Regions from separate parts of the Mus musculus genome. Here all the other regions are linked to region 1. The links are chromatin contacts, called in public ChIA-PET, HiChIP or PLAC-seq and promoter capture Hi-C maps. All regions are on one chromosome and are shown on one strand. Each heading gives the region's core, a stretch centred on a gene start, on an enhancer-like site or on the middle of the called end of the contact. The rest is flanking DNA. Distances are from core to core; before and after follow the strand shown.

The links. Promoter capture Hi-C pulls out the DNA fragments that hold promoters and counts their contacts. ChIA-PET counts read pairs in DNA pulled down with a chosen protein or histone mark. HiChIP or PLAC-seq counts read pairs in DNA pulled down with a chosen protein or histone mark.
Region 2: a contact with region 1 is called in an H3K4me3 HiChIP or PLAC-seq map of the SCID.adh cell line, with 9 times the contacts expected there. The contact joins the enhancer-like site here to the promoter of Lrrc28 in region 1. A contact is called at or near these places in 7 of 39 promoter capture datasets (the 3T3-L1 cell line, the C10 cell line, embryonic stem cells and 3 more), 3 of 15 datasets of contacts at CTCF or cohesin (embryonic stem cells, large pre-B cells and pro-B cells), 8 of 484 Hi-C or Micro-C datasets (B cells, the Ba/F3 cell line, the G1E-ER4 cell line and 3 more), 7 of 115 datasets of contacts at active chromatin or transcription factors (the SCID.adh cell line, astrocytes, bone marrow-derived macrophages and 4 more) and 1 of 9 other capture datasets (embryonic stem cells).
Region 3: a contact with region 1 is called in an H3K4me3 HiChIP or PLAC-seq map of bone marrow-derived macrophages, with 6 times the contacts expected there. The contact joins the promoter of Cers3 here to the promoter of Lrrc28 in region 1. A contact is called at or near these places in 4 of 39 promoter capture datasets (the C10 cell line, cranial neural crest, liver and 1 more), 1 of 15 datasets of contacts at CTCF or cohesin (the NIH/3T3 cell line), 8 of 115 datasets of contacts at active chromatin or transcription factors (T-cell acute lymphoblastic leukemia, bone marrow-derived macrophages, cardiomyocytes and 4 more) and 1 of 9 other capture datasets (macrophages).
Region 4: a promoter capture Hi-C map of second pharyngeal arch cranial neural crest shows a contact between it and region 1, with 4 times the contacts expected there. The contact joins the enhancer-like site here to the promoter of Lrrc28 in region 1. A contact is called at or near these places in 14 of 39 promoter capture datasets (the 3T3-L1 cell line, the C10 cell line, cranial neural crest and 8 more), 18 of 115 datasets of contacts at active chromatin or transcription factors (the 230-238 cell line, the NIH/3T3 cell line, the SCID.adh cell line and 10 more) and 2 of 9 other capture datasets (adipose tissue and embryonic stem cells).
Region 5: a contact with region 1 is called in an RNA polymerase II ChIA-PET map of memory CD8 T cells, with 3 times the contacts expected there. The contact joins the enhancer-like site here to the promoter of Lrrc28 in region 1. A contact is called at or near these places in 3 of 39 promoter capture datasets (the HPC-7 cell line, hippocampal neurons and pre-B cells), 1 of 15 datasets of contacts at CTCF or cohesin (pro-B cells), 1 of 484 Hi-C or Micro-C datasets (Th17 cells), 9 of 115 datasets of contacts at active chromatin or transcription factors (the NIH/3T3 cell line, astrocytes, bone marrow-derived macrophages and 6 more) and 3 of 9 other capture datasets (adipose tissue, liver and pancreatic islet).
Region 6: a contact with region 1 is called in a promoter capture Hi-C map of hippocampal neurons, with 3 times the contacts expected there. The contact joins the enhancer-like site here to the promoter of Lrrc28 in region 1. A contact is called at or near these places in 4 of 39 promoter capture datasets (the 3T3-L1 cell line, hippocampal neurons and liver), 3 of 484 Hi-C or Micro-C datasets (cortical neurons and embryonic fibroblasts), 2 of 115 datasets of contacts at active chromatin or transcription factors (pro-B cells and stem cell-derived neural progenitor cells) and 2 of 9 other capture datasets (adipose tissue and liver).
Region 7: an H3K4me3 HiChIP or PLAC-seq map of embryonic limb bud shows a contact between it and region 1, with 4 times the contacts expected there. The contact joins the enhancer-like site here to the promoter of Lrrc28 in region 1. A contact is called at or near these places in 7 of 39 promoter capture datasets (the 3T3-L1 cell line, the C10 cell line, the HPC-7 cell line and 4 more), 2 of 484 Hi-C or Micro-C datasets (the C2C12 cell line and uterus), 5 of 115 datasets of contacts at active chromatin or transcription factors (bone marrow-derived macrophages, embryonic limb bud, neural progenitor cells and 2 more) and 3 of 9 other capture datasets (adipose tissue, liver and macrophages).

What each region holds. Positions count from the first base shown.
Region 1 is chr7:67,643,103-67,646,981 of GRCm38.p6, forward strand. Lrrc28 (leucine rich repeat containing 28) reads right to left here and starts at 2,134. Exons shown (of 10, transcript NM_175124.5): 1 at 2,076-2,134. It also overlaps a transcript of Ttc23 not described here.
Region 2 is chr7:66,660,035-66,663,913 of GRCm38.p6, forward strand. It overlaps Asb7 (ankyrin repeat and SOCS box-containing 7), which reads right to left. Exons shown (of 6, transcript NM_080443.2): 5 at 1-221. Among named protein-coding and RNA genes, the nearest start is that of Asb7, 28 kb to the right of the region's middle. Within about 2 kb of position 1,862, at least 51 of the 459 cell types and tissues checked have an H3K27ac peak or open chromatin away from gene starts, as enhancers often do. A contact at or near this core is called in B cells, the Ba/F3 cell line and the SCID.adh cell line, where this site is marked.
Region 3 is chr7:66,741,497-66,745,375 of GRCm38.p6, forward strand. It overlaps Cers3 (ceramide synthase 3), which reads left to right and starts at 2,008. Exons shown (of 11, transcript NM_001164201.1): 1 at 2,008-2,255. The coding sequence starts at 2,149.
Region 4 is chr7:66,797,397-66,801,275 of GRCm38.p6, forward strand. All of the region lies in intron 10 of Cers3 (ceramide synthase 3), which reads left to right. Among named protein-coding and RNA genes, the nearest start is that of Adamts17, 40 kb to the right of the region's middle. Within about 2 kb of position 1,660, at least 16 of the 459 cell types and tissues checked have an H3K27ac peak or open chromatin away from gene starts, as enhancers often do. A contact at or near this core is called in second pharyngeal arch cranial neural crest, where this site is marked.
Region 5 is chr7:68,366,894-68,370,772 of GRCm38.p6, forward strand. No RefSeq gene overlaps it. Among named protein-coding and RNA genes, the nearest start is that of Gm16158, 16 kb to the left of the region's middle. Within about 2 kb of position 2,283, at least 24 of the 459 cell types and tissues checked have an H3K27ac peak or open chromatin away from gene starts, as enhancers often do. A contact at or near this core is called in memory CD8 T cells, where this site is marked.
Region 6 is chr7:66,933,784-66,937,662 of GRCm38.p6, forward strand. The region is part of intron 7 of Adamts17 (a disintegrin-like and metallopeptidase (reprolysin type) with thrombospondin type 1 motif, 17); the gene reads left to right. Among named protein-coding and RNA genes, the nearest start is that of Gm33627, 96 kb to the left of the region's middle. Within about 2 kb of position 1,803, at least 24 of the 459 cell types and tissues checked have an H3K27ac peak or open chromatin away from gene starts, as enhancers often do. A contact at or near this core is called in cortical neurons, hippocampal neurons, liver and 1 more, where this site is marked.
Region 7 is chr7:66,953,678-66,957,556 of GRCm38.p6, forward strand. All of the region lies in intron 7 of Adamts17 (a disintegrin-like and metallopeptidase (reprolysin type) with thrombospondin type 1 motif, 17), which reads left to right. Among named protein-coding and RNA genes, the nearest start is that of Gm33627, 120 kb to the left of the region's middle. Within about 2 kb of position 1,829, at least 58 of the 459 cell types and tissues checked have an H3K27ac peak or open chromatin away from gene starts, as enhancers often do. A contact at or near this core is called in embryonic limb bud and neural progenitor cells, where this site is marked.

The sequences.
Region 1 (3,879 bases), core at 884-3,383:
GTATGGAGACAAAGCCAGAACAATTACTCCAGAAGGGTAATTAATGCACTGAGTACGGGGAGTGGTTTAGATGTCTTACAGCATCCCCAATGTCATACAACTATGCACTGAGTAAGCGGGAGTGGTTCTTTGATGTCTTACGGCATGGCCAATGTCATACCTTCCCAACAGCTGTCAGAGCTCATCACCAGGTTTTCCTGTCTCAGCAAATGTGGGGGAAGCACCCTTCTAGCCACACAGCAGCGCAGCTGGGAGTCAGAAAAGGATAACCTCCTGTCCATCACAGTTTCTTCAATCAAGGCCAGGGTCTCTCTTTCCAAATACATCTCAGTTCCAGCCATCTCTCTCCAGCTGCCCAACCCATAAGCCACCGCCATCTCCTGCCTTGGCTAGCTGTGCCCCTGGCCTCCACATGTCCACTTGCATCACTCCCTACGTATCAATCACAGCAATGGGCCTCTGAAAACACACTCATAATTGCACCTCTTCCTCTCAGGTACGTCTTACTAAACAAATCCTTTAGCAACTCCTTATTGAGAAAAGCAAAGCCTTACAAAGCTTCCTTGACCATCGGGCCCAACCTGCCTGTCCAGCTTCCTCTGTGGCATTCACCAAGTTCCTGACCTCTCTTAATCCCGGGAGCTACCAAACTTCTCCAAGAAGTTGCTGCTCTCCTCTTAGGCTGGAAATGCCTCTCTCGTCTTGCAGGTTTCAACATTAAACTCACCTCCCTATCCCAAACTATTTATTTCCTTGGCTCTCTCTCAGAGCAAGCCAGTTGTTCAGTTTTTACTATTTGTTTTATATTATATGTCTATAGATCTAGATAGATATGCACACCTGTTTACGGACAATTTAGATGAGAGTCTGTAAAACCCTAAATCCAGAGGAATGTTAGTTTCTTCATTTCTGCATGCCTGCATAATACAGTTTCTAAAATACTTTTAGCTTTCAAACAGCTAATAAGTGGATGAAATCAGAGTAACTGTTCCAAGGTTGATTTTTTTTAATCTACCCATTGAGATCACTCACAGACAATTTAAACTCGCTGTCATAAATATCTTATTCTTCACAGCCAAGCAGCACAGCAGACATTAATCCACTTTACAGATGAGGTACTTTGCTACAACCGAAATGCAGGTGGTCCTAACTCCAAAGTCTGGGCACCACCTTTCCTATAACGCAGCCTTTTACAATTATAAAATGTAGCCATTGTGTCATTCTTATAAAACAGCCAAAGATTACACACAAGAAAGTTTCCCTTTTGCAAACTAAAAAACCATATTCAAAATCTTCACTCCCTGTAGCCAGATGGCTCTCTCTGAATGTTCCACCTGGCACCGGTTACTTCAAAAGCATCATTAGGCTCTGCTGAAATGCATCTTCGTACAAACTCGGAAATTACGTGTATGCAAATGAAATCCAAAAGCTTCCAAAGATGAACGTACTCTTGGCTTCCCAATATGCACTCACTGGCAATACAGCCTTTTTAAGTTCTCCTGGCCCTTTCAAAACGTCACCCCCTGCCCACGGTTACTGTAAATAATGTAACGGGTATTGACTAGATACATTTGCTCCTTCAGTTTTCTGAAAGTCCAACACCAGTCTTCTCAGGAGAAACACAATAATCTCTCAAGTATATCCCCATTTTAAGTACAGGTATTTTAAAGAGTAGCCCATAACTGACTTCCCAGTACTTAATTTGACGGAATACACAAGCCGGCTCTCTAACACTGGAGATCAGAGACAAACTGCATACTACAAACATCTGTAAAAGGCTGTTTTCTCCAGGAGAAAAACTACCAGACGTCTTGGTTTTGCCCGAGTTAGTTCGAGTCTAAAGGTCGTAAGAATTCGGAAGCAGGGAGCCCAGGGGCAGGGACTCAGATGATGATACCGGGATACTCTGGTACCAGGGGCCATGGAGGACACGGCAGCGGTGGGGATCCAAGGCCGGACAACCCACTGTTCCTCTCCCAGAGGCCCAGGCGCTTCTGTGGCGACGGGGATGAAGCGTCCCCACGGGGAGTCGAGCCAGCGGCTTCGACCTGTGAGCCTGGAGACCGGACACTCACCTCGGCGCCCGCTGACCGGCACTCAGCGGCTCAGGCTGCGCTGGTAGGCAGTCTAAAAACACAGGGAGGGCGGGGCTACGGGGCGGAGCCTGCGGAGAGGCGGGCCTGGCTAACTGGAGTAGGGTTCGGGGAAGAAGGGGGCCAGGGCAACGAAACCTCGCGATAGTTCGCCTCAGTTCTCGCTGTCCTACAATAGGCGGGATGAGAGAGTCATTTTCAGAACCAGACGCTTATTGGCTGAGAGCGCGACTTCCTCTAGCGTCCTGGCTTCCGGCTCCGGCTTGGAGCTGGGTGTTCAGAAAGTGGGTGTACTGCGTTAGCGTTTAGGTGGGTTGTTTAGATGGCGCCAGCCTCAGCGTCTCCAGTCAGTTCTTTTAGTCACACATTCATTCCGCTGCCAACAGTCAAACTCGACGTCGAGCGATTAAATCCCTGGCATCGCCCTGTGTAGCCTTGCATCTGTTCGATCAGCCATTCCGGCTACTGTTCCACCGCCAGTCTGACTTAAACAGAAGCCGTCGGGCTTAGGTAACGCAAGTCAATGGAGTCAACAAGCAGAACTTAAGCACCGGATTTAATGTCTCCGAACGCTCACTGATCGCTGCCGAAGGTGGTGTCTACCTTTAGACAAGCGTGGCGCAGGCATGGTGCTGCACGCCTGAATCCCAGTGATCTGAAAGTGGAGACAGGAGTAAAGGCCAGCCTCAGCTACGTGAAGGCACTGCCTCGTAAATAAAAATTTAAAAAGAAACAGGCCCTAGTGTGAGAAATAACTGAGGACAATCACAATTTGGTGAAATAACCTGGCAGTTCCTGTATGGCTAAGTAGACGGTCGATGAATACCTTAAGACTAAAAACCCGATTGTTCTGATGCAGCAAGCCTCTGCTACTCTAAGGCTGAGGCTGTAGGTGAAACCAATCACAAGTATTTCAAAAAGAAAGGGTGCAGGTGCGTAGCTCAGTAGAGGCACTCAGGTCAAGCCCCAGTACCAGGGAAGAAAAGTGAACATTTTTTTAAATGCAGTGCACAGAGATGCAACAACTTTCGATCTTTAAAATTTCCTCTAAGACTTAACTCTATTGTTTGACGAAACCCATTATGTACATGAGGTGTCTCAAATCCATCCCCCGCCCCCCATTAGGACTTACCCTTTGGGGGTTGGAGAGATGGCCCAGGGGTTAAGAGCACTGACTCCTCTTTCAGAGGTCCTCAGTTCAATTTCCAGCAACCACATGGTGTCTCGCAACCATCTAATTAATCTGATGGACTCGGATGCCTTCTTCTGGGTTGTCTGAAGAGAGAGACAGTGTATGCACATACATAAAATAAATACATCTTTTTAAAAACAAACAGAAAACCTTATTCTTTGTCCTTTAAAAAAAATTGATGAGCTTTTGATCAGTCCTGGCTCGACAAAACAAAAACAAAAGGATGTTTGTTAATTTGCATAGGGGCTTCTTGTTAGGCATCCTTATTTTAACTATCCAGCCATCTATCTAATTATCTGTAAGTAAAAATAATATGACACTACAGGTAACTAAAGAATGCTGAGCTCAGGAGAAATAGTATTCCCCCAGGAAAAGCACATCAACTGATTAACCAATACCAAATGGCCAGCCCTGAAAACTCTCTCTCTCTCAACTAACAACAACAATTAAAGAAAAAAGAGGCCATGAATATGAAAGAGAGCAAAGGAGGGCTACATGGGAGGCTTGGTCAGAAGGGAAGAAAAGGGAAGCGATGTAATTATGATTTCAATATACATGTATATATAATACTAATAATTGGAGTTCACAAGAAAA
Region 2 (3,879 bases), core at 612-3,111, 980 kb before region 1:
GTCAACTTCAGCCTTGAACTCCAGGAGGAGCCGGACAAATGAGTCCCTACCGTAGTGGGCAGCCACATGGAGGGGAGTCCAGCCATCATTGCTTTTTGCATTAATAATGTCACTCCTGTACTCAGACTCTAACATCAGGCGTGCAATCCGGGCCCGGCCGTGCATGGCAGCGTAATGCAGAGCAGTGAAGCCTCCGATTAAATCCTTAACCGTGGGATCAGCTAGGGTTAAACCAGAATGAAAAGGTCAGTGGCTGCTGAGACAGAGCAAGTCTATCAGGGCAGAGTTATCAGGGACCAGCCGGTTATCCTGGACTGTGAAGGGTTCAATGCGATGGATGATGCTGAGGACTTGCCCAGGCTTAACACAGTATTAAGTGTCTCAGTGGAAAGCACATTCTAGTAGCAAGCTATCAAGCCCAAGTCAACGGGAGGAGGAGGGGGAAGAGCAACACTGTTTAAAGATAGGCCCTGCCAGCAGACCCGCAGCACCTCGCCCCTCCTGCTGGTCAACCTGAGACTTTCAGCCTCCGATCGCAGCCTGAATCACACTTCTCCCCTGTCTCCAGCTATTTTTGTGTTTTTTCCTTGTGCTACTTCTTGGCCTAAAGAGAAGCATGCACAGCAACACTGCTGCTCTGAATTACAGCATCCTACAGTCAGCCAGACTTGTTTTAAAATTTAGTAGGGTGTGTGTGTGTGTGTGTGTGTGTGTGGAGGGGGAGGCAAAGAACCAAGGTGCTGCTGCTATGTTCCATGAAAGAAGCAGGTGAGACCTGTGCTGAATGGCACAGCATGATACAGTCTGTGCACAGGACTGAGACAGGACCTCGAGTTCAGCTACAGACGGTCCTGTGAGCGTATCAGCAAGTGCTTTAGTTGCAAAGACGGGAGAAACCTCAGCACTGTATAAATACTGCTTTTCAAACGACTGTTGTAAAGACTCCTAAACCACAGATCCCTGGGAAGGAAACCTCCCAGGGATCATCTACCCAGCGGCTCTCTGAGCTACAGACCTTCGCCACCTACGCTGCCCTTCCTGTGGCGCCAAAGGTCAGCAAGCTGTGGCTCACATCTCACTGGCGTCCCTGTGTCCCTGGGACAGAGACAAGAATGACCTCCCCTACATGGTGGACCCGACTTCCTGGCAGCAAGTAAACCAGCCGAGGAAGAGCGCCCAGGTGGGCCTAGTGACAAGCATGACAATGCTCCTACATAACTCAGCTGTTATGTACAAAAAAAAAAAAAAAAAAAAATGTTCTTCACAGGCACAAAATGCCTCCAAATCTATGTGATTAAATACTTATGTACTGTTTAATAAGATCTTATTTAGTTCCAGACTACAACAGCTGGAGTCTCTTACAAGAGACTGCGAGGCAGAAAATGGTATGTTGAAATATTAATAATACCGTAGCGGGTGAAAACTGCAGTTAAAGAGTTGTTAGCAAATAGAACCTGTAAAAAGTAAACTATTACTTTAACTCCTTGCAATATTTGACATAATGTGACAGATAACAACAACAATAAAACCACCAACAACAAAAAAGAAGGCCTCGGCAATGGCCTTAACTAAAAGAATATTCAGTATCTAGGACGATGTAACAGGCAAGCCAGAAAGCTGATGTAAAGCACTCTGCTGCCACCTACTGGAAGAGTCTGATCATGCACTACTCATTCATCTTTCGCTACGGGTGACTGAGCTCTCAGACCAAACTGATTTAAAATTAGATTAAGTGATGGCTGGAGAGATGGCTCAGTGGCTGAAACTCTTGCTGCTCTTTCAGAGAACCTGGATTCAGTTCCCGACACAGGTATCAGGCAGCTCATAACCACCTGTTTCTTCAGCTTCAGGGGAACCTATGCCCTCTTCTGGTCTTAGCAGGGACTACATGTATAAACATAAATCCATGCTCGTTCGTTCGTTCATTCATTCATTTTCTCTCTCTCCTCCCCCCTCTCACACACTCACTTTCTCTCTCTCTCTCTCTCTCTCTCTCTCTCTTTCTCACACACACACACACACACACACACACACACACACACACACTACCACAAAATGACAAAAGGTGTCTTTATACCTGGCCACTTATTTCCAGATAATCCCTCTTGATCCTTTAGTGGATCTTGGGAACCCTTCGCTCCGCTCCTCCGACCTTTGAAGGTGCAGTTCTCTTAACCACACCCTACAGCCATGCTAGTTGACAAGTCAAGCTACAATACGGTCAGGAAGTTACACCTGCGTGTCTGGTTCTCACTGTATGCCTAGGTAAGGCTCCGCTTACATTCTAGTGCTACACTGAACTAAGAAAACACAGATTAACACAGAGCAGTGGCCTAACTCATCTCAGCACAACTCATTCAAATAAACTAACCAACCGCTTCCTGCAAGCAAAGGACAGAAGCAAGAACTAGAAGATAATAATGCATAAAAACTATAGCCATTGTCCCCAGGAAAAGGTGATGACATGAAACAGGGCCTGTGAGGGCACAAATTAGTCAGTGGGATGTGGTAAGAGCTCACTTGCAGCTCCAATAAAAACTGCAGGACACTGTCTTAGTGAGAAATGTGTAACACACAGCAAAAACCACCTGACTGGATTTCCTTAAGCTTCTTCATAGGTCTCTGCTGTTTCTCTGTATCAGTGAGATTTCTGAGTGCTCTGCCTAAAGTAACAACCCCACTGAGCTTCTCTGCTTCCTTACTAGATAGCTATCTACCCACCAGTGAGACCCAGTTAAAACAAACAGTAGCATAACATATGGAAACAACAAAGACACATCACTGTGCCGTGTGAGGTCTGTTTACTAAAGGCTTTATCAAGTGGAAGTGTGATTTGTTTATCAAGTACACATAAGCTCCAAGAATTCACAGTCGCATTAACTAAAAGCACTCAACATCCACAACAGGTTTGTTCACCCAAAGTCCCTCCTGCCTTTCACAACCAACATTCTACCTAGATTCTCGGAACCAAGCAGATGGAGGGCACAGCTTGGCTTTCGCAGGCTTTCACTAGGAAGGGGTCAGCTGCAGAAGCTGGCTGACTAACGTCACTTCGCAGGTGCTTCTGAGCAGGACTGGCTTATCTGCAATGGGAGGCTCTGGGAGCGATGCTATCACATACATGTCTGTTTCTGTTTCTCTTTGTAACGGAGGAGGACTGCAGACTCTGATGTTAAGAGTTTAATGGTGTGAGAAGCTTACTGTGCAGCCTGCGGTCAGTGTGTATGTGTGTGTGTGTGTGTGTGTGTGTGTGTGTGTGTGTGTGTGCCTTCTAGAACCCTGCCTTCTGTCCTTGCCAGTGATGCTCCACAGCATCAGAACCACTTTTAAATTTGCCCATTAAAAGGCTAAGTGATGATTTCTGTCCTGTTAATTCACAATTACAGGAACCTAGAGAGCTGGCTTCCCTGTATGCTTTCTTATGGATTATCTGTTGGTGTTCACTCAATTCCGTTGGGATGTCCTATTATGGAGTTATAGAGGCTCTTTGCATATTCTGCATATGGGCCAAACAGAGTATGCTTACTCACGGATTGGTTTTTGCAATGCTGAAGGCTGAACATAGACAAGCACCTACCACTGACCTACACTCGGCTCTCTCTTTAAAGCATTCCCTAAACTACTGCTCTGCTGAAGAAAACTCTGCCCAACACAACATGCCATGTTTCCTGTTCCTCTAGGTATTTTGCACTTTAAACCCTTATGTAGGTCAATGATCTACTGCTAGTTAACATTTATGTATGGTATAAAGTAAGATCAAGGTTCATCATTTGCCATGTGGCTATCTACTTGTTTTGGCACCATTTGTTAAAAATGCTTTCTTTACAAAATGGGGGGGGGGGCAGGTAAAGGTGCTTTGCCAAGAGAACCCGACAACAT
Region 3 (3,879 bases), core at 758-3,257, 900 kb before region 1:
TTGAAGAGAACTGTCTTCCCCCGATACATCCCGAACGGAATGAGTGTGAGATGGCTGGCTACTCCTGTGGTGTTTGTGGCCTACTGGAAACGCAGCAGAAGCAGTTAAGCTGGACAGCTGGCATGGCAGCACAGGCCTGAGCACAGCAGGACTGCTGGCCAGTGGAGCGAGCAGGAGAGAGCAGCCACAGCCAGAGCCCAAAGAGGAGCATCCCACATCCATGCCACTTTTGTTCCCTGACAGCAAATGGCAGAGAGCGTCTTGGAGCAGGCTGCTCTTGATCCTGTAGGGAAAGGTCAACATATCAGCCAGACAAGGGAAGTCTAGCAATGTTCTTATATAAAACATTAAGTGTCATTGATTTCTTACTTATTTAATTGTATTATTTATGTGGCTGTGACTGTATGAGTGTATGCCTTGTGATCTATTATAATTATCAAATTCTCTTCATATCTCTTCAAAAAAAAAAAACATATCAGCCAGAGACAGGAAGGAGAAAGAAAACAATACGTTAGAAAAGTGAGCAAAGGAGCTATGGGAAGTTGGGCTAGATCTGGAAGGGCAGATCCTGCCAGAGAGCCAGGCGCACACATAGAGCAAGCAAGGGAGACCTGAGTGGCCGTCTCCCCTTCTGGTGACCTTCTGGGCTTCAGCCTTCCTATCTAAGGATGTTTGTTTGCTTTGGTTTTGTGAGACAGAGTCTCACTTTGGAGCCCAGGCTGGCCTGGAATGTAGCTTACTCTAACCTGAAACTTTGTTGATCCCCTTGCTTGTTATATGCTGGGATTACCAGCATAAACCACATCCATTCCCCAAAATGTGCTAGCTCTGTTAACTTGTTCATAAAAAATAATCTGCAAAAAGAAAATCTAGGAAGAACTGAGTGAACAAGTATTGAATGAAAGGGCTTAATCAGTCCTCTTCCTGTGAACCAAGTCCAGCATGGAAATTCCAAAAGCTCAGGAGCTGCTGTTCATTTGACACTGGCATGTCGTTTTCTCTACTTTTGGTTCTTTTAAGTTTTTCTGTCACATACCAGGTGACAGAAAAAAATGAAAGGCTTTCGTCAGTTGGAGGCACTTGTGGCTCCTGGGATCCAGCTCCAGGGCGGAAGAAGATGTGCTGCAGTATTGCCAAGGATGCTGCGCTTGGTTTACCAGCATACATGAATCGACATGTTGGAGCTTTCTTACTATCAAAGCATCTTTAAATAATCCAAGCCCAGAGCCAGTTTATCTTCCACAAGAGAAAGTAGAGCTGCCCTACACACACAGACACACAGACACACACTCAGACACACACACACAGACACACACACAAACACACACACACAGAGACACACACTCACACACACACACACACACACACACACACGAACAGTACACCATCTCAAATAAACCCAGTCATGAGCACATGTTCCCTTTTGAAACAAAACACTTCAAGCAGAGAGTGGCCCTGTCCCGATGCCTTTAAATAGGCTCATCTCTCTTTGTGCTGATTGCTCTTTGAGCCTGAAACAAAAGCAAGGTGAATTACATCTGATTGCTCTTTAAAAAAAAAGTTGCCAGACTATTTTATTCATTTATTTAGGTTGCTATTTTTTTTCTTTAAATAGATTTTGCCCCCATCACTGAAGTAAGCAGAGAAACCGCATTCTGGGGTCTAAGGCTCCTTCATGGATAAGCCTTATGCTGTGGTGGTTGTAGTGTTAGTGATGATGGTTTAGTCAGCCAAATACCCTGCCAGGATTTGCAGCTACTAGAGTATACTGTAGTTGTCAAACCTGCTCACAGGCTCACGGTCAATTATAACCTGTCCACAGTGTTCCGAGTTGCTCTACGGCCAGCCATCTAAGTCCCTTTCCTTTAGTGTAAAGAGCGAAGCCAGGTCAGTCTGAGGCAGACTAATGCCCGTGTACCCTAGGCGGTGCTGGTGAGGCAATGGGTGCCTTTCTTTGTAGTCAGTGTCTGACAAGACTCCAGTTTTTACTTCTCCCAGTGGTGAAACAGGAAGCGGCATCCCAGCTGGAAGAACCTGAAGGTGCCATCCAGTAGCTTTGCCTCACGTGACTAACTGCCCTCAGTCAGAAATCTTGACTTGCAACTTTCGAGGGTGGGTCTCTGCAAGAATTTCAGGGCTTACGTATAGATGAGGTGTGTTGCTCTTGAGAACAAAGCTGCCTGGAACGGGAAGCCTCTCCAGTTGCTCCCCACAGGCGAGGAGTATCCTGTGCAGACTGGCGCTTTGGGAAGAAGGTAGGTGTCAGCTCTGTGATGGTCTTAGGGAACTTCATACAAAGTTCTCTTGACTCTGTGGCAGGGGTGGATGGGGGAGGGAGGAGGGTAGGAAGATGAGAGACAGAAAGAATGAAACTGCTTGGTTTTGCCATGAGGTGGGGGAAGATTCAGGAAGAGAGTTTTGCAGCCTCCTGCCTGAAGGTTTTGACTTGAGCAGTACCTAGCAGTAGAGATGAAATGTCCGTACTTCTGCTCCTGCCTCGCTCACCTTGCTGTTGGCTAAGTTGCAGCTGATCCATTAAAGGGATGCCGAGAGTGAGTTAGGCACTGAACTGGCACACAGCTGGATTTTGGTTATTAGGAAAACCTGACTCAAGATGACAGGAGCAGTGTGGCCTGTCAAATGCGTTTCTGACCATGTCCCGGCCCCTTCAGCTTAAAGCAGGCAGGACTTGCTCACCTCTTCGGTACTATCTTTAGGGATGTAATACTCCTGTCATGCCCCAAAGAAAGTAGCTGATTGATTAAAACAACTAGCCTCACGCAACAAAACTTTATTTTTCCTAAATTGAACAAAGTTGTAGAAAAGTTCTTATAAAAAAAAAAAATCATCAATTCCTGGAAAACCACACAGCTCTAGGAAAAGAAACCTTTGGGACTCTCTAGGTGATAAATATTAATTTACCCACTAACCACTGATGTTCAGTGTTCTCTTCTGTCTCTGCCACTGTCTCTTCCTCTTTGGCTCCCCCCCCCCCCCCCCCCGTCTATCTGTCTTGCCCTTATGTGATCTACCAGTGACCTATATCCCCCGTTCTTTATGTGCTCTATCAAGTCTGAGAGTCTAAAACTTCAACTCTCTTACCTTTTAATCCTCCTATAAGCCTGTTTTGTTTTTTACCTCAAGGGGAATTTCAATTCTAATTTCACCCATAGGATTGCTGCCAAAAGAAAAATACTCTGAGGAGACAACGGGCACATATATGGGTAATAGGTGTATAAAAGATTTGTGAAATGCCAATCAAATTGACTAACATAGTTTTGAAGAGAATTCTTAGTAATGTTATTATTGATAGTTAATAGTTTTAAACATTGGTTAGTTGTATAGGCTACGATTTCTATTCATTTTTCAGTCCTTGCTGTATATAAACACATTTTCTCACTGAATTCAATGAGATGGGACTAATAATATTCACCTTCTACATGAGAAAGTTTAGTTTGGGGGCTGGAGAGATGCTCAATGGCTAAGAGCACTGGCTGCTTTTTCAGAGGACCCATGCTCAATTCCCAGCTCCCACATGGTGGCTCACAACCATCTGTAACTCCAGCTCTAGGGGATCTGATGCCCTCACACAGGCAGACATGTAGGCAAAACACCAATGTACATAAAATATACAATCAACCTAACAAACATAAATCTTTTTAAAAAGCTAACTGCAGTGAGATCTAGACTATCATAACCAGTGAGAGAGAGAAAGCTTTCTTGCCCCTTTCTATACCAAAATGCAAGGTCTAAGCTCTTTCATTCCCTATTGTATTAGTCTTCCAATGTCTTTAACATAGAGAGAAATTCCCAAAGCCTGAAGTGACACTTAAACATTCTAACTTAGAATCCTTGAAAAAAATTAAACAGCATGAAAAG
Region 4 (3,879 bases), core at 410-2,909, 850 kb before region 1:
AGTAATATTCATTAATCATCAAGTTCTATATATTATGCATTATTATCTCTGCTGTAATTTTGTGCACCCAGCAGTACAGCAGGTTTACCTACACCATCATCACCCCACATGTTCAAGTAACATACTACACTTCAGTGTCAAGACAGCTGCTACCCCCCTGGACAATGGGCACTTGTCATCGTCAGTCATTGTACTCTTACAGGACTAGCAGTACACATGTGATTTCAAGACCAAAAGATGGTTCTGTAATACACAACTGTAATACCAATTCCTAATACCCTTTAGATACTTGACAGTTTATGTTTGTTCATTTTGTATTTGCTCTGGACTTTTAATTTCAGAAGTAGTAAGGGCAGGACTTGAGAAATGCATAAGACACAAACACTGACTTAGAGAAGTGACTCACTGGCTACAATTACAGTGTATGAAGTATGCTAACCAGTCAGTCTGGGCCGTGCTTTGGAAGCAGAAGTCACTGGCTCTGAGGACGAGCATGGGTTCTTCTGCTGATGGGATTTGACTTGGAAGCAAGTAAAGAAAGTCAGACTAGTTGTGTGTGCCTAAATGAACTTCATTAAGTATCTTCTGGGGTGATAGTTAGAGCTGGTTCACTCTGGGGTGCCACCACCTGTGTGTAACAGCCTTGTTCCACTGTGAGGAGTTGTGTGCAACAAGTAGCTGCTTTGTCAAACCTGATTTATTTATTTTCTACTGTAGTAAGTTTACCTGAAAGACCCCTGAAGAGGGAACAAATGAAACAGGTACTGCTGTCACTGGCCTCTGAGTTCCCAGCCATCTATGAGCATCTAGATTTAGAGATCTGAGTTTAGGGATTAATCTTTATCTTACCTGGATTGATATTTTTTAAACTAAACCCTGAGATATTTTTGTTTTCCTTAAACTTCTGACATGGGTTTTGTTTGGGACTTTTCCCCCTGGAGACAGGGTCTTACTAGGTCATCTTGGCTGGCCTAGAACTTACTATGTAGACCACACTGACTTATACAGATTATCCTGCCTCTACCTCCTGAGCCCTGGGATTAAATTTGTGAACGACTCCTGGCTTCCTGGTTTTTTTTTTTTTTTTAAATTGACTTTCCCTTAAATTTGGGAGTACCAGAAAATTAACTTCCACTAAATGTTCCAGATCAACATTCTAGCTCATGAGAATTCTAAATATTTTCCTATGAAAACGTTACTTCTACACCAAAAAATTGAAGAAACAGAGATGAGGTTCCAAGGTGGACAGTTAAACAAATGATGTTAGTAGTTAGCATAAAGACACAGCCTTCAGATTAACCTGTGGTACCATCTGGTCAGGCCTTCCTGAACCTCCTGTCCTTCTACAGGAACTGTCCTCATATTAACTGGTGAGTGACATAATTCTAGGTCTGGTAGGAAGCCATTGGCCACACTTGGAGGTCAATGGACACCCTTGTTTGGTTTTACTGTGACTTTAACATTTCTGATGTCTAACAGATCATGCCAGGCCCGATTAGAAATGCAGCAGTCTGGCAGACACTGAGCAAGAATCCCTGATTCCTCATGCTGTCCTTGGGAAAAGCTGTTTCCAATTGCAATTTGACAGGATCATGGCCCCGCAGCCCTAATACTTGCCATGCGCATGACTTCAGCTGGCTTGCACATGTGATCTCTTTTTCTGCTGCAGTGGCAAAACTGGCTGTGAATCTAGCAAACTCCTCCAAAGCCGTTAAGCCTCCCTTTAAAGAATGGCATTTGAAGGCAGAGTTGCATTGCAAAGGGAGAGAAGGGAGCTGAAAGTCTTAGAGGACCAAGGAAACCGACTGCCAACTCTGCTTCAAAAGCTTTTAGCATTTCACGCAACTTAAGCTGTTACGAAGCTGACTAATTCTTGGATACTTTAAAAATGGAATTACAGAAGTTTATAAATCTCTAAAAATGTCTTTTAAGTCTTACAGTGGAGATTAAGAATTTGTCTCTTCAATTCCTTTACATGGAGCAGGCTCTCAGAAAATATGAGAATTTGTAGAGCTAGGTAATTTTTGGTAAACAAACCACAGTTTTTTAGGTGTTGTTGTGTGACAAAACTTTTCCTGGGGAGATGCAACATACATGTCTACTCACCCCCAACAGGGAACCCCCAACAGACAAAGTATGGATACCACTAAAGTACAATTTGATGAACCAATGAGTTTTATTGGGGTGACTTACAGGAGCAGAATTGGTTCACAGACAGCTGTGTCATTAAATCCCACCCCAGCTGGGTGGCAGCTCACCAAAGCTAAACTGCACAGCCTATGGGCAGTTCAACAGTTTGATGAGTGTCCTTTTCAGGTGCCTCAGTTGGCCTAAACCTCATCCAGGCTTCCAGGCATACAGGCTGATCTGGTCTCACATTGTTATTTGCAGTTTGGCTTAACTGGGTCTGAAAAGGTCTCTAAGTTTTTGTTGCTTACTTTCGGAGGGAGGGGCCTAATGAATATGGTCCACTTCAGGGACTTCCTGAAGATATTTTGAGTTGTTTACTTTTCTGTTTAAAGAGCTTCCCTTCAGGATGGAATGTTTCAATCCCAGAGCAAAATAATAAACAGCAACTAGAAAGTTATAAAATAACGATTTAATAATGTTTGGACCCCATATATTTGTATAGCAGGCTGAAAAGAAGGCTAAAATTAGCATGTAATAGTCCCTTCTTTTTCAAATCAGAGGCCTTGCATGTATATACAAATTGAGGGATGTCCACTACTTGTTTTTATTCTTTAATAGCTGAAAGTAAGACTACCGCTACAGGACTGGGGCAGAGGATCAGTCTGTAAAGTGCTTGCCTTGCAAGCAGGAGGGCCTGAATTTAATCCTGAGACCCATGAGAAGTCAGGTGTGATGACACATCTTGTGACCTCAGTGCTTGAGAGGCAGGGACAGAAGAGTCCCTTTGGTTTGCTGACCAGCTAGCTCATCCTAATTGATGAGCTTTAGGCCAATGAGGATCATGGACCCAAAGGAGGTGGATGGCATTCCTAAGGATGGTACCCAAGGTTGCTACCTACCTTCACACATAAACACATGCACTCACAAACCTCCATACATGTGCACCCATCCACACATGAATATGCACACATGCATGAATAAAAATAATATAGCTATAGTTTAAAGTTACATGCATAGATCATGCTCAGCAGACATCCTGCTGCTTGGAAATAGACTTGACACTGAAACTTGATTCTTATAAAAATGGGCAGTTTTCCTGATGAGCTACCAGTCCACACACATCACATGAGGAAACATGGCAAGCTGACATATTTATCTTGTCATTCTCCACATAAACACAAGAAGGGCTTTTAGAGGAAATTGGAAGCAACATAGCGCACTTTTATTTAACATGAATTTAAGAGATTTGATCATTCTTAAGCCCCTCATTTCTTCTCTGAATGTCACCGTGGGTCCTGGCCAACTCAAGTATGTCTCTGTGACATCTTGTACTGGTGAATAGCAAAGGCATTCGGGAGGAGCCAGAGAACACAGCCACCATAACCTGGTTGGAGCCTGACCTATGGTAACCTTGGCAGTCTGGCCCAGCCTCCTGAAACTGGCAATCAGTGTCTGTTGCATTCACAGAGTGGCACTTGGCCGGCCCTGCACTGAGTCGATGAAGAATGGAACAGGTTAGGAACCATGAGGAAACTGATTGTTCCAGCCTAGCCAGAATTTACACAGAGATTTCATGACAAAGCCCGTGCTGGAACTGAGGTTCCCCAGTGGGGAAAACTTCACCCTTTGTTTTAGGCATTATTTGAATTAAGTGTAGAAAGTGAATAACTAGAAAAGTGAAAATACTTGCCTGGAGTCAAAAATAGCAAGTAACATGAACATACCAAGTACTCAAAATATGAGATTAAA
Region 5 (3,879 bases), core at 1,033-3,532, 720 kb after region 1:
GGCCCTTGAGTTTTCATCTTGAGAAGCTGTGTGTATTAGTCAGAGTTCTCTATAGACAAACAGAGAATGAATCTATATACAGCAAGGAGATTTATTATACTGACTTACGGGCTATGGTCCTGTTACTGCTAACAATGGCTGCCTAGGGATGCAAGGTCCATGAATCTCATAGTTATTCAGCCCACAAGGCCGGGTGTCTCAGCAGGTCTTCAGTATACAATGGGATCCTGAAGACATAGATCTTAATGCCACATTGAACTTGCCAGAGAGCGAGCGTGAGGGCCAGCAGGCAGAGAGCAAGCTCCCTTCTTCCATGTCTTTGTATAGGCTGACAGCAGAGGGTGTGGCCCAGATTAGATGTGCGTCTTCCCACCTCAAAGATCCAGACTAAAAGTGAATCCAGGTGTGGCCTCCATTTTTGGGTTTTAGTTACTTCCAGGTGTAGTCGAGTTGGCAACCAAGAATAGCCATCACACCGTGAGATGCAAGTTTCCTGTGTCGTCTCTTCCTCTTCGGTGTCTCCGCTTCAGAGCACAGACTGCTGCAGGAGAGGGAGGAGAAATGAGTGCCTGCTGTCCTGAGCTTGCACCACCACACGAGAGCAAGATGTCTAAGGGTATCCCAGCCCCAGCTCTGGCCAGGGGAAAGCCCTGGGTCAGCTTCAGACAAGACATTAGGAAGGAGTAATTTCCTTCGATGTCACAGCGTTGAGGTGTTTCTGTGAAGGGTCAAGGGCTGCTTAACGGAACTGGCTAATCCTTTGTAACCTCATTTTCTTCAGACATGTCACATTTCCTCGAGGCTCTTGACAATGAGTAGACAGGGAAGGCAGAATGGGGGGAAACTACTAAGCCACAGGACAGAAAACTGTGGAAAGCCCTAGTGATACTGGAAACACAACTTAAGGCCAGAATGGGATGTCCCTTGTCATGCAGTACAATAGCCATGACTGCCCAGGGCCTGGCCCTCTGAGATGGCATGGCAGGGGCTGGGGGTTGGGGGGGGGGGGGTCTGGGATGTGGGGACATGGAGTCCATAAGCAACACCATGATGATTCATTTTAAAAATAAAAATAAATACTTAGGGTTTCTTGCTCTTTCTTTTGAGACAATGTTTCTTTTCTTTTTCTTCTTCTCTGCACAGCCCTGGCTGCCCTGGCGCCCATTCACTCTGTCGACCAGGCTGGCCTTGAACTCAGATTTGTCCACCTCTGCCTCCCAAGTGCTGGGATTAAAGCTGTGCTTTTTCTGTTTTTGACCTTTCTAACCCTAATTGGTCTTGTACCAGCCCACCTTCTGCCTCAGTTTCCTGAATTCTACAGGATTCTACAGTTTCTATGTTAGGAAAAAAAAAGATCAAGTTTTGATTCTAAAGGCCTGCCCGCTGCCTTTTGATAGATAACATTGGCCCTGCAGACACTGCAGTCCCAAGCCTCAGGGACTTTGCTGGATGTGTATGGACCAACAGCCCCATGAGGATCCCCTGAGAGCTCGAAGGGTTAATTCCAGACACGGAAGCCTTTACTCGGTAAATGTTCCATCCGCCTCATTCTTGACTGTGCAGGCCACTCTTCATTTACTGTTTCCCCGTCTGTGCACTCAACAACTCCCGGAAAGCATGCCATAAAAAGCTGCCGGTGCGACCAAACACGAAAGCCCGTTCTCCCCTGTCGTTATGTCCCCCAGTGATGCAGTTTAACAACTATCCACACGCCATTTAAGCATCAGATTCTGGGTGTCACCTAGCAATAGCCTAGTCTTCGGGAGAGTTCGTGCAAATTCTATGCAAATACAGCATTTTATATGAGACTGGAGCGTCTCAGATCCTAGCATGGGAGGGTTGTCTTAGGACGGATCCGAATAGGATCCTAAAGGTCTGTTTATTTCTGACCTGCAGAGTTTGCCCTCAGGGGTGTGTAATTGAGACTAGAATCCCTGCCCACCATGCTTCATCTATGTCACAGGCTCTGCCCTATTGAATGGCAGAGAATGCAGTCCAGGTGACTCCACACTCCATCCAGAGTCATCTCCAGACAGGATTGCACTTCTTTCTTCTTGGCATTTGCTTTAAGAGCTGAGGCTCGGTGATGCTGACCATCCATCCCCCCATCTTGCCCCAAACTGGTAGCACCTCCATGTTTGTCCCATTGTCATTTCTGGGCTCACATTCCCTACCACGTGGGCCACAGAAGGTCAGCTGGTGGCCCCGCCTGTGACTGTGTTGGCACCAGCCGATAGTGGCACCACCACCTGCCGCAGTAGTGGTAACCATGAAGTCATATCGTGACTTGCAGGTTTTCTTCTTCCTGTCTGTTCGGTTCCTAGTTCTGTCTGTGATTATGTTTGTCTGCCACTCTTCCTGAGATGCCGTAGCTGTGCGTTTGGACGCCGTGGAACCCCCAGGCACCCACCCCCTAGCTCTGGGACCCAGACCACTTCTAACATATATATCGTCTAAGAAAACTTTGACTCTGCGCGCAGAGGACCTCAGGGACTCTGAACACGGAGTCCAACCCTGGAACAAGGAGAAGCTCAGGTGATATCTTACAAGTCCCATGCTGGAGACTGCCTTTTATATAGAACCTTCTGACCACCCCGCTGAGACACATCTCTGCCTCAGCTAGCGAAGGCTCACATCATGTGGCTTGGAACGTGTCCTGGAGGAGACTCAGAGCAGATAGCAGCATTTAAATCTCATTTCCCTCAAAAACTTGGTTGCCAGCTTAGTTGACCCATCATTCAAAACAAACAAACAAACAAACAAACAAACAAGCAAGCAAGCAAGCAAGCAAGCAAGCAAGCAAGCAAGCAAGCAAGCAAGCAAGCAAGCAAGCAAGCAAGCAAGCAAGCAAGCAAGCAAGCAAGCAAGCAAACTAAAAAACCAAAACAGTAACATAAACCAAGCTGTGCTCGCATGCGCTCCTGGGTTCCGGGAGCAATACCTGCAGTTGCCACACGATGGCAGCATCGTACAAACCAAGGCCACCGGGGCACGCTCTGGGGTTCTCACCCTCATCTTGCAAAGTCCAAGAAGACACTGTTTATGAACCCTCCCACCAGCCACCGGCATGTGTCCTTAATAACACTATGTATTTCCCTTCGCCCCAGGGGAAGAAATAGTGAGTGTCAACGTACCACTCCCTCCCCGCCCTCCGCCTCTTCTCCCCTCCCCTTCTCCCTCCTCCCCGCCCCACTCCCCCCCCCCCCAACCCCCAGCGTCTGTGTTAGTGCAACAGAATGCATCTGTTTTAAAAAGGGGTTAGGCAGGACCAACCCGTATCCCACATTTGAATGATGTGACAAGATTAAATATAGTGGAGACTTCTGAATGGGGCCTCCAGCCGCCTCTTCTTGTCCCCCTCTGTCCTCTTTCCCCTCTTGTCTCCTCCTCCCTCCACGTTCTTCTTCCTCCTTTCTCCCTCCCACCTCCTTTCACTGATAAAAATGTTAAGCATGCAACAGGAGCACAGATTTCACAGTTTTATAATTTTGTTACTAAAGTCATATTAGTAACAAAATTAATTATTTTAAGTAAATAAACTCGGTCACAAATTCTCTCAAAGAGCACGAGGCACCCAATGGGCGGCCTGGAGGCTGCTTGCTTCTCCAAGCCTGCCTTGGGGTGCACATAGCTGTGGGACCCTTCCCGTTCTTCCTGTAGCTCCTGCTCCCCCCCTCCCCCGCACATAGGGCACAGTCCTAACAGCTTCCAGTGGGAAAGGGAGCTGGCAGTCAGAGAAGTTCAGTATCCCTCTGTGATTTGGGGTAGCTTTCTTTTCTCTCTGGATGGTCAGTTTGGACACACATTTGCTTTTAGTTTAGTTTAGTTTTTTTTTTTTTTTTAATTTTATTTTTATGTTACCTGCCATTTTCTTCTCAG
Region 6 (3,879 bases), core at 553-3,052, 710 kb before region 1:
TAAGAAGGTGATTATTGTCTGGGGAGTTCCAGTGGCTGCTGGTTTATGACATAAGAACCTTTGGCACACAGAGAAATGGCCTTTAATGAAATAAGAATAAGCCAAAGAGTGAGACACGAGGGTCACTGCCAAGAGCCATATCTCCAAAGCCTCAATTAAACTTTCCATTGAATTATCTAGTGATAAGTAGACGTGCCTTGAGGATTTCATTGTCTTTGATAAATGGCATGAGTTCAAAACTTAAAGCATCGAGTGCCATAGCATGACAAAGCCCTGGAAATAACGAGGCAAACCATTGCTTCATACAGAGGTACTTCAATTACACCCCAGCCCCCAGTGCTTGTTTTAAAGACTGTTTGGGGTTATTTGTACCCTGGGATGTGCGGGCGTTCAGTCTGCATTCCGTTGGGAAGGGTTTCCAACAACACAGTTCCTTCTGGTGCCAACAGTTTTCAGCACCCGGAGGAAAGGGTGGCTGCCTTCCAAGGCCTACCTTGCTATGTTACTAATCCCCCTCTTCCTCCCTCGTGGACCATTCTTGTCTCCTGGCTGCTGGGAGACAGAATGATGGCTTCCTAATTGGGTCCCCAGGCAGAGTCACAACACCTGTGTCTGGGGGTGTTTCATATAAACAGTGGGCTTTGCATCTGGGGTAAGATGAGTTTCTGTGTTTGTGCATGTGTGGGTGTAGAACTCTATTCCTGTCCCTATCTTTCTCCTGAGCATTCTTGTTATCCATGAGGCACCTTCATGAAAGCAATAAAACCTTGCCTTTAAAACACAGCTCTCCCTACCCACAAGCATTTGCTGAGCTATTGAACTGAAAGCAGTGTTAAATTGTAGCCATTTCTGTCCAGCCCAGTAGTTGGGCCTAAGACAGATGCTATGGAGGTGCGCTAGGCAGCTGGACTCCCTTATCTTTTGGGAACTATGTGGCCGGTATGCTGTTGTTTGACAACCATTCTGATTACAACCTATTCCCTCCCCTGCTTGATCTCGGGAGTGACCATGGGCCTCAGACGCTTCCCTCTGGTAGGTTTGGAATTGATCTCTGCACCTCCCTGTCATAGACTCCTCCTCCAACTCTGTACCAACATCCGAAGAAAGTTACACACAAGGATCTGTTCGTGTCTAGCCTGCCTTCAGCTATAGATACTTGTCTGGTGGACCTTATAGAACCTAGAAGTCACCTTCAGGGAAGGCACTGTGAAGAATGGGTGCCATGCGGGTGGCCTCCACGGGCACCCTCTGAGATATGTTTGTGTTAGTCAACTGTTTTCTCAGTTAAGATGCTCTGCTTATCCCCAAGCTTATACAGGCGTGACCAGGAAGTCTAGTTTGGACAGTTGGAAGTGGAGCACTGTGAGCCGGAGCTGACAAAGGCTGTGCCAGTCCGTCTGCCTGAGCCTGGGATGGGGGCTGGCACGGATAAATGCCTTTTCTCTACCCTGATTCTTTCAGGTGACCTTGTGCAACACTCTAGTGCTAGCCAAGAGAGCAGTGCTCGCCTCTCATCGGAGCAGAGTCCACCTACTCACTGGGCCTTAGTACTCTGACACTAGGAAGGTTCCTTGCCTTTCCTGTTCACTGTCTGTGGGTAAATGAACATGTGTGTGTGTGTGTGTGTGTGTGTGTGTGTGTGTGTGTGTGTGTGTGTGTGTGTTCTGGAACTCACTCTCTAGACCAGGCTGCCAGGCTGGCTTTGAACTCACAAATATTTGTCTGCCTCTGCCTCCTGAGTGCTGAGATTAAAGGCATGCATCACCACTGCCTGGCTCACATTGGTTTTTTTAAATAGAGTCGTTGACCTGGAGCTCACACCGTGCGTGCTGCGTGCGTTAAGCTAGCAGGCTGTGGCCAGTGATCCCTAGGGATCTGCCTACCTTTAACTGCCAGCACTCAGATGGCAAACGCAGGTCCCCACGCCTAGCTTTTTTATGTAGATGCCGAGGACAGACATCAGCTCCTCACCCTTGCTGTCAGGCACTTTAATGGCTGAGCTGTCTCCCCAGTCCCTATCTGGTCTTCAAAGGAAGCTGCTTGCCCTTGGTCAGGTGAGGAGGACTTGGTGTCTGCTTCTCCTGAGACCCCGCTGGTGTGTATGTTTTCTGGTATGGGGTGGCAGCATCAACTGAATGTGTGTTCCCTTGTGGAAAATTGCGTAGTTCTGTGTAACCGAGGAGCTAACAGTCCAGGAGAGTCTTCTCAGTTTAGTGGGAAAAGCTTTGCTCTAGTTTCGAATCCACAGCCCCTCTGCCTATGGGAAAACTGGGTACCAGCTTTTAAACTATACAATAAGGAAGCAAAGGCCACTGAAATGAACGTGGTTGTCCCAGAGGCCTGGATGTCAGCAGAAATTCCAAGGCTGGAATTTTCAAGGGAAGGCACAGACAAGCCGCTCACTACATGGTGGAATTGGAGCAGTGGCCTGTGGAAGCTTGGCTCACAGCCATCTCTTCCATCAGCACTTGGAATGGGTGCATTGATGTTTAGAGTGAGCAGGGTGGGGGTGAGTTTCATAGCCTGAAACAATCTTTTGTGCCCTGTTCTCATACTGTGGGGGCTGCTCAGAACCTCCAACTGCTTGGGCTTCTTGTGTCTACTGAGAACATGGTAAGCTACCATGTTGGAGTATTCAAAGAATGATTCTTTAGAGCCATGCTCTGTATGAAGCCGGCAGCCAAGATTGTTCCCCATATCATATCAGACTCCGTGCTGACAATGCTGGCTGCAGAGGGGCCTGGAGTAGCAATGGACATTGGCGCAGTGATTACTCCCTTCAATCTGAAGCTTCATGGGAGCGTTACCCAGCATCTCTTCCTGCAGCATCACAGGCAAGAGGGCATGGGCAGTGATGCAGATGTGGCCACGCCCCCTCAGGTCTCCACCTGCCTGCTAGCAGACCAGGACATGAGAGAGCTAGCGAGCCTTCTGCCAAACAGACAGGTCACCCCAACTTCACTTTGGCACAGGGTCCTATAGCTCCCCGGCAATGCAGCCCTTAAAAGAGCTTTCTAGGAGTGGTATGTCAGTGGTAGCCTTTGCCAGCATGTACCACTTCCTCAGTTTCCTGTGGCCACTCACATCAGGATGTCTACTGAGGGCAGACTGTCATCCACCTTCTATCAAGACCATATTCTGATCACCCTTACATTTGAGCATTCCTCTTCCCTTGAGGCAAGAATATATTCTAGGGGCTGGTTAGCTCACTTCCTTGCCAATCCCTTTAATTCTCTTTTCTGTTGTGGTAACACAACTGCCCTAGACCAGGTAACTTTGTAAATAGTAGCGCTCATTTGGGGTTAAAGTGCTGGGAGTTGGGAATCCAAGCATGTGGTATTGACATCTGGCAAGGGACTTCTTGCTACAGTACAACACAGAGTCACATGGCAGTATGCAGCAAGCATGCTAACTTAAGCCCCTCCTCCTTTTCTCATAAAGCTGCTAATGCTGTCACAGGGGCCCCACCCTTATGTCCTCCATCCCACCTCAAAGCAGGACGAACAGGAAGTTGGGGGTTACCATGAACCTTTGAAGCACTTAGCTAATGAATTCACTGGGGTTCATGAACTCTTGATCTATTCAATGCTGGTGTCACGCACACATGCACGCATGACCAATCTGGAAGTGCCCATCCACAACTTTTGGTCTGCACAATGGTGGTTGTTTCTGTGGTTTAATGAAGGCAGGTTCATATTCATTTTCCTTTAAAGGGGAATGGAGGGAAGAGAATGAGGTGGGATTTCTGAATCAATGTGGTTCAATTGTTAGGTTCAACAGTAAGGACTAGGAGTACAAGGGGTTCCTGGGGACTTCTGATGGAAAGGGTGTGGGTATTCTTATCTTTACCAGCTGGTGTCTGGCACAGCTCCTAGCATA
Region 7 (3,879 bases), core at 579-3,078, 690 kb before region 1:
AAGAAAAGATGAAGCAGGAGGGGAGGAGAAGCAGAAGCAGAAGTGGAGGAGGGGGAGGAGTGGGAGGAAGAGGAGGAAGAGGAGCAGCAGCAGCCCCAGCCCACCCTCACCCCAGGAAAACAGCCTTGACAGGGATACTACAGACTGCAGTGGTTTCTTGTTCAAGACTCACATATACATTTTAGCACTCAGGATTTCATATAGATTTCCTTTGACATACAAAGGTGTATATCCCAATGAATCTGTCTTCAGATGAAAATGCCCTATGCTATAAGAATGCATAGGGTACACTTAATCTACAGAAGAAACACAGTCCAGTGTAAGGCATGGGTTGTGTCCGCTGGTGATCTGGGGGCTAGCTGTTGCTTAAGTGTCATGAGACAACACCCTGGGTTCCATATCACTAGCCCAGGCACACAGATGAAAATTCAAAGTTTTGGCCTCTCTTATATGTTTATGGCTCAGGTAGCATTGTGACATTCCAAAGTCAAAGTGGTTAAGATCCATCAGTCTTTATGTCATCTGTGTACGTGACTGTATGCATGCTCATCTGGTCGCTTGCTCTTTCTGACTTCATACTCACAGCGCCCACCCGATTTAAGTTGGATGCTCAATGCAAGATGCTTTCTCAATGAAGTGCTTGCACCGAGGTGACAAAACCCAGACCTCAACCTTCTCATTACCTCGGCTGTTCTGTTGAGAGTAACTTTGCTGGAGAATCATAACAGACCCTGCCTCATTCATTCCACGTGTCAGTTCGTTGAGATCTGGCAAAGGGAAACACATTCTCTAAAACTCTACTGGTTATCACCTTCCGAGGAATGTTCGAGTAATCCCTGAGGGCCAAGGGGGTGATTTTCCCAGGGTCTTTTGGTCTGGCATGGCTATACTGAGGAGATTTTTTTTTTCCAGAGGAATGTCTTTGTGTCCTGGGATTCCTGTATTTAAGTACTTTCAACTTTTTTGAGGTCGTGGACCCCTTTGAAAATCCACTGAACACTAGAAACCTTTTAAAAATATCCATGCATTCAATACTAAAATGTGCAGCTTCAGGGGTTAAAGATGCCTGTGTGAGAACCTGATTCATCTGCTTGAGTAAGAAACTCCCTGGCCTTTGCACAGTTGGTGGCCACCATCTCCTGTAGTCCCTGGAAACAGATTATGCACAGACCTGATTAGGAATCTGTCTTTGAGTCTAGCTATCTGTGCAGCCCCACAACCAAGCAGAGACTTTACTTCCTCTATGGTAGTTGAAGGAGGGGCCTCAGCCAAAGTGTTTGCATTGGGCAGCTTCTTCCTGGTTGGTAGTAACTCGAATCTGGGAAAAGTCCCTTCCTGCAGTGTGAGGGTAGGGGTGTGCCCATGTCCATCTGTGATGAGTAAAGATGGGAATAATATCTTCTATAGTGTGGTACCAGTGTCGCGCGCGTGTGTGTGTGTGTGTGTGTGTGTGTGTGTGTATGTGTGTGTGTGTGTGTGTGTGTTTGTGTGTGTGTGTGTGTGTGTGTGTGTGTGCGTGCACACACATGCATTCAGACTCATGCTTCTGCATGTGTAGCTATGACAGGTACAAACATTCTTCTCTGCAGGTCCAGCTGAGCTGGGCTTGCCTGGACAGAAATGCAGTGGTCCCTGACCTGACTCTTTACAGGTGCAGCTTCTTTCCAAACCCTGGACTAAACTGCTGTGGGGAGGGTATCTGCATCCACGCATGTGCAGACGTGTGCATCTTTCCATAGCTGTGGGATCCCCTATCATTTGCTGCCTGACATCCTTCACACAGGCTATTTCCCTGGAGCTGGGGCTAGGCTAGACCAGTAAGTAAACAAAGCTCCCTTTTGACATCTCCCTGAGAGGGGGCAGTGTCTTCAAGGAAGGACCAGGAGGAGGAACTGCTAGAGGCCCCGCTTTTAAGGCCAGTCTGGGAGGGGAGGGACAAGCCAAGTGACCTCTGAGGAGATTTCCCAGCAATCCAAGTTCAAGGTGATGACAAAGGTCTGGCTTTGGGACCACGGGAAAGGAAACAGATTCCAGAGTCTCTTAGCAGCAGGAAACGGCAGATGGATTGGAATTAGAACAGGCCGAGTGGGCCTGTGAGCTTTAGACCTCCGAGGGGAGAGAAACTTGAGAAGGCCCAACGTAGGCTGGCCAGAGCTGTGTGGGGTAGGCTCAGTCTGGGGTGGGAGTAGGGTAGCAGAGTGCAAACAGGAGCCTGGCCCTGGGGTGTCGTGTGGCCGCACCTTCAGTACAGAGGGGACATGAAATGTGTGAACTTGCTTAAAAGCCAAAGTACATTTGTTTATTTTCTTCTTGACCTTCTAAAGACAGACCCTGACACACATGTTATTTCTGTGGTTTGGGATCATCCTAACACCCAAAGTAGCCCTTGGCAGTGAGCTGCATCTATAAGCAGAGAGCAAGGAAATGACCTCACTCTGAGGCAGGGCCAGAAACTCCATGCCATGCTTTTCCTGTACCACGACCACTGAACATTCCCAGACTCTGGCTGGCTGCCCTGACTGCTGACAGTTGCCACAGATCAGCTGTTTCCTCTGGCTGCCCTTGGCACCCACCTTACTGTACTGCATAGTTCTTCTCAACCTTCTTTCCAAGGGAACACACACACACACACACACACACACACACACACACTCCTTAGTGAAATGGCATATCTACATTTCTCCTTCCTGTCCGGCACAGGATGAAATGGTCCTAGGGTCTCCCTTGGGCTTGTTATAGTAGGTTGATGGGAACAGGGGCCATGCTGTTGCTAAGGAGCCATATTGTTATACCTTGTCATTAAGTCTCCATACCTTACAAGAATTCACTTCTGTTTCCTAAGATGAATGTATCCTGCAAACCATGTTTTCCAACCCACACTGAATTTGTGATCTCCCATGGCCAGTTTTACATATGGCTTGCTTTAATCAGACTTGTGTGGAATTGCCCTCCTCCTCAGGTCTAACATTGACTTTAGCTCATGAATATTGGATCAGTATTCAGATGGCAGCTGGTTCCCTGTGTTGAAGAAAACTACTTCCTTAGTTGAGGGGCTATGGTACCCTGGTAAGGTGTGGTTTAAGGAGGCAGTGTCTGGAGCTGCTTGGGGTCTGGTGTGCGTCTTTCTTCATGGCCCAGGAGCAGGGGCCTGGAGGTACTTAGAATGAACTCCAGAGTACAAGCACTCATGCTTGCTCTAAGCTTCCCTAAAATTGCATGTTTCATCCCCCAAGAGAATGGCCTAAGAACTGAGCAAGAAATGTGGGTTCTTAATTACTCTAAGAAAATGTCTCTTTTTCTTTGCTAACTTGGCAAACATCTCTGTGCGGGACTTGTCTTTTATCCATCCATTAGAGACACCGAAGGGGCTGAAGCTGCTGTTCAGGGTTGACTGAGGTAAATCTGGGGACTATAACACTGCAAGTGTCCTTGGATGACATAACGGTGAGGTATAGAAAGAGCGCGTACGATTGGAGGCTGATACGTAATCCAGCAGACATTGGGTAAGAGTGGACATTGACCAATGTGTACAACATGGCCTTGGGGACCTGTGACACATAAGTGTACTTAAGATGTATTCTTATTCTCTAAGTTCTCTTCTTGATGACTTCTAGGTTGCTAAACAAGGGCCACTGACTCCTATTTTATTTACTTGCCTCTGCTTTATTTTGTAAACATCAATCGACATAACTTTATTAGACATCTGTAACAATGCCTACCCCCACTCAATAAATATTAAAAATGGAACACCTTTGTGAGCCAGAAATTCAGTTTAAGAGAGAGTTCCATCCCCTGGGTATACTCTAGTGGCCTATTTTGGGTTCCATCCTCCACACCATGACCACAACCAGACTTTTTGACCACCTAGTGTCTTACTAT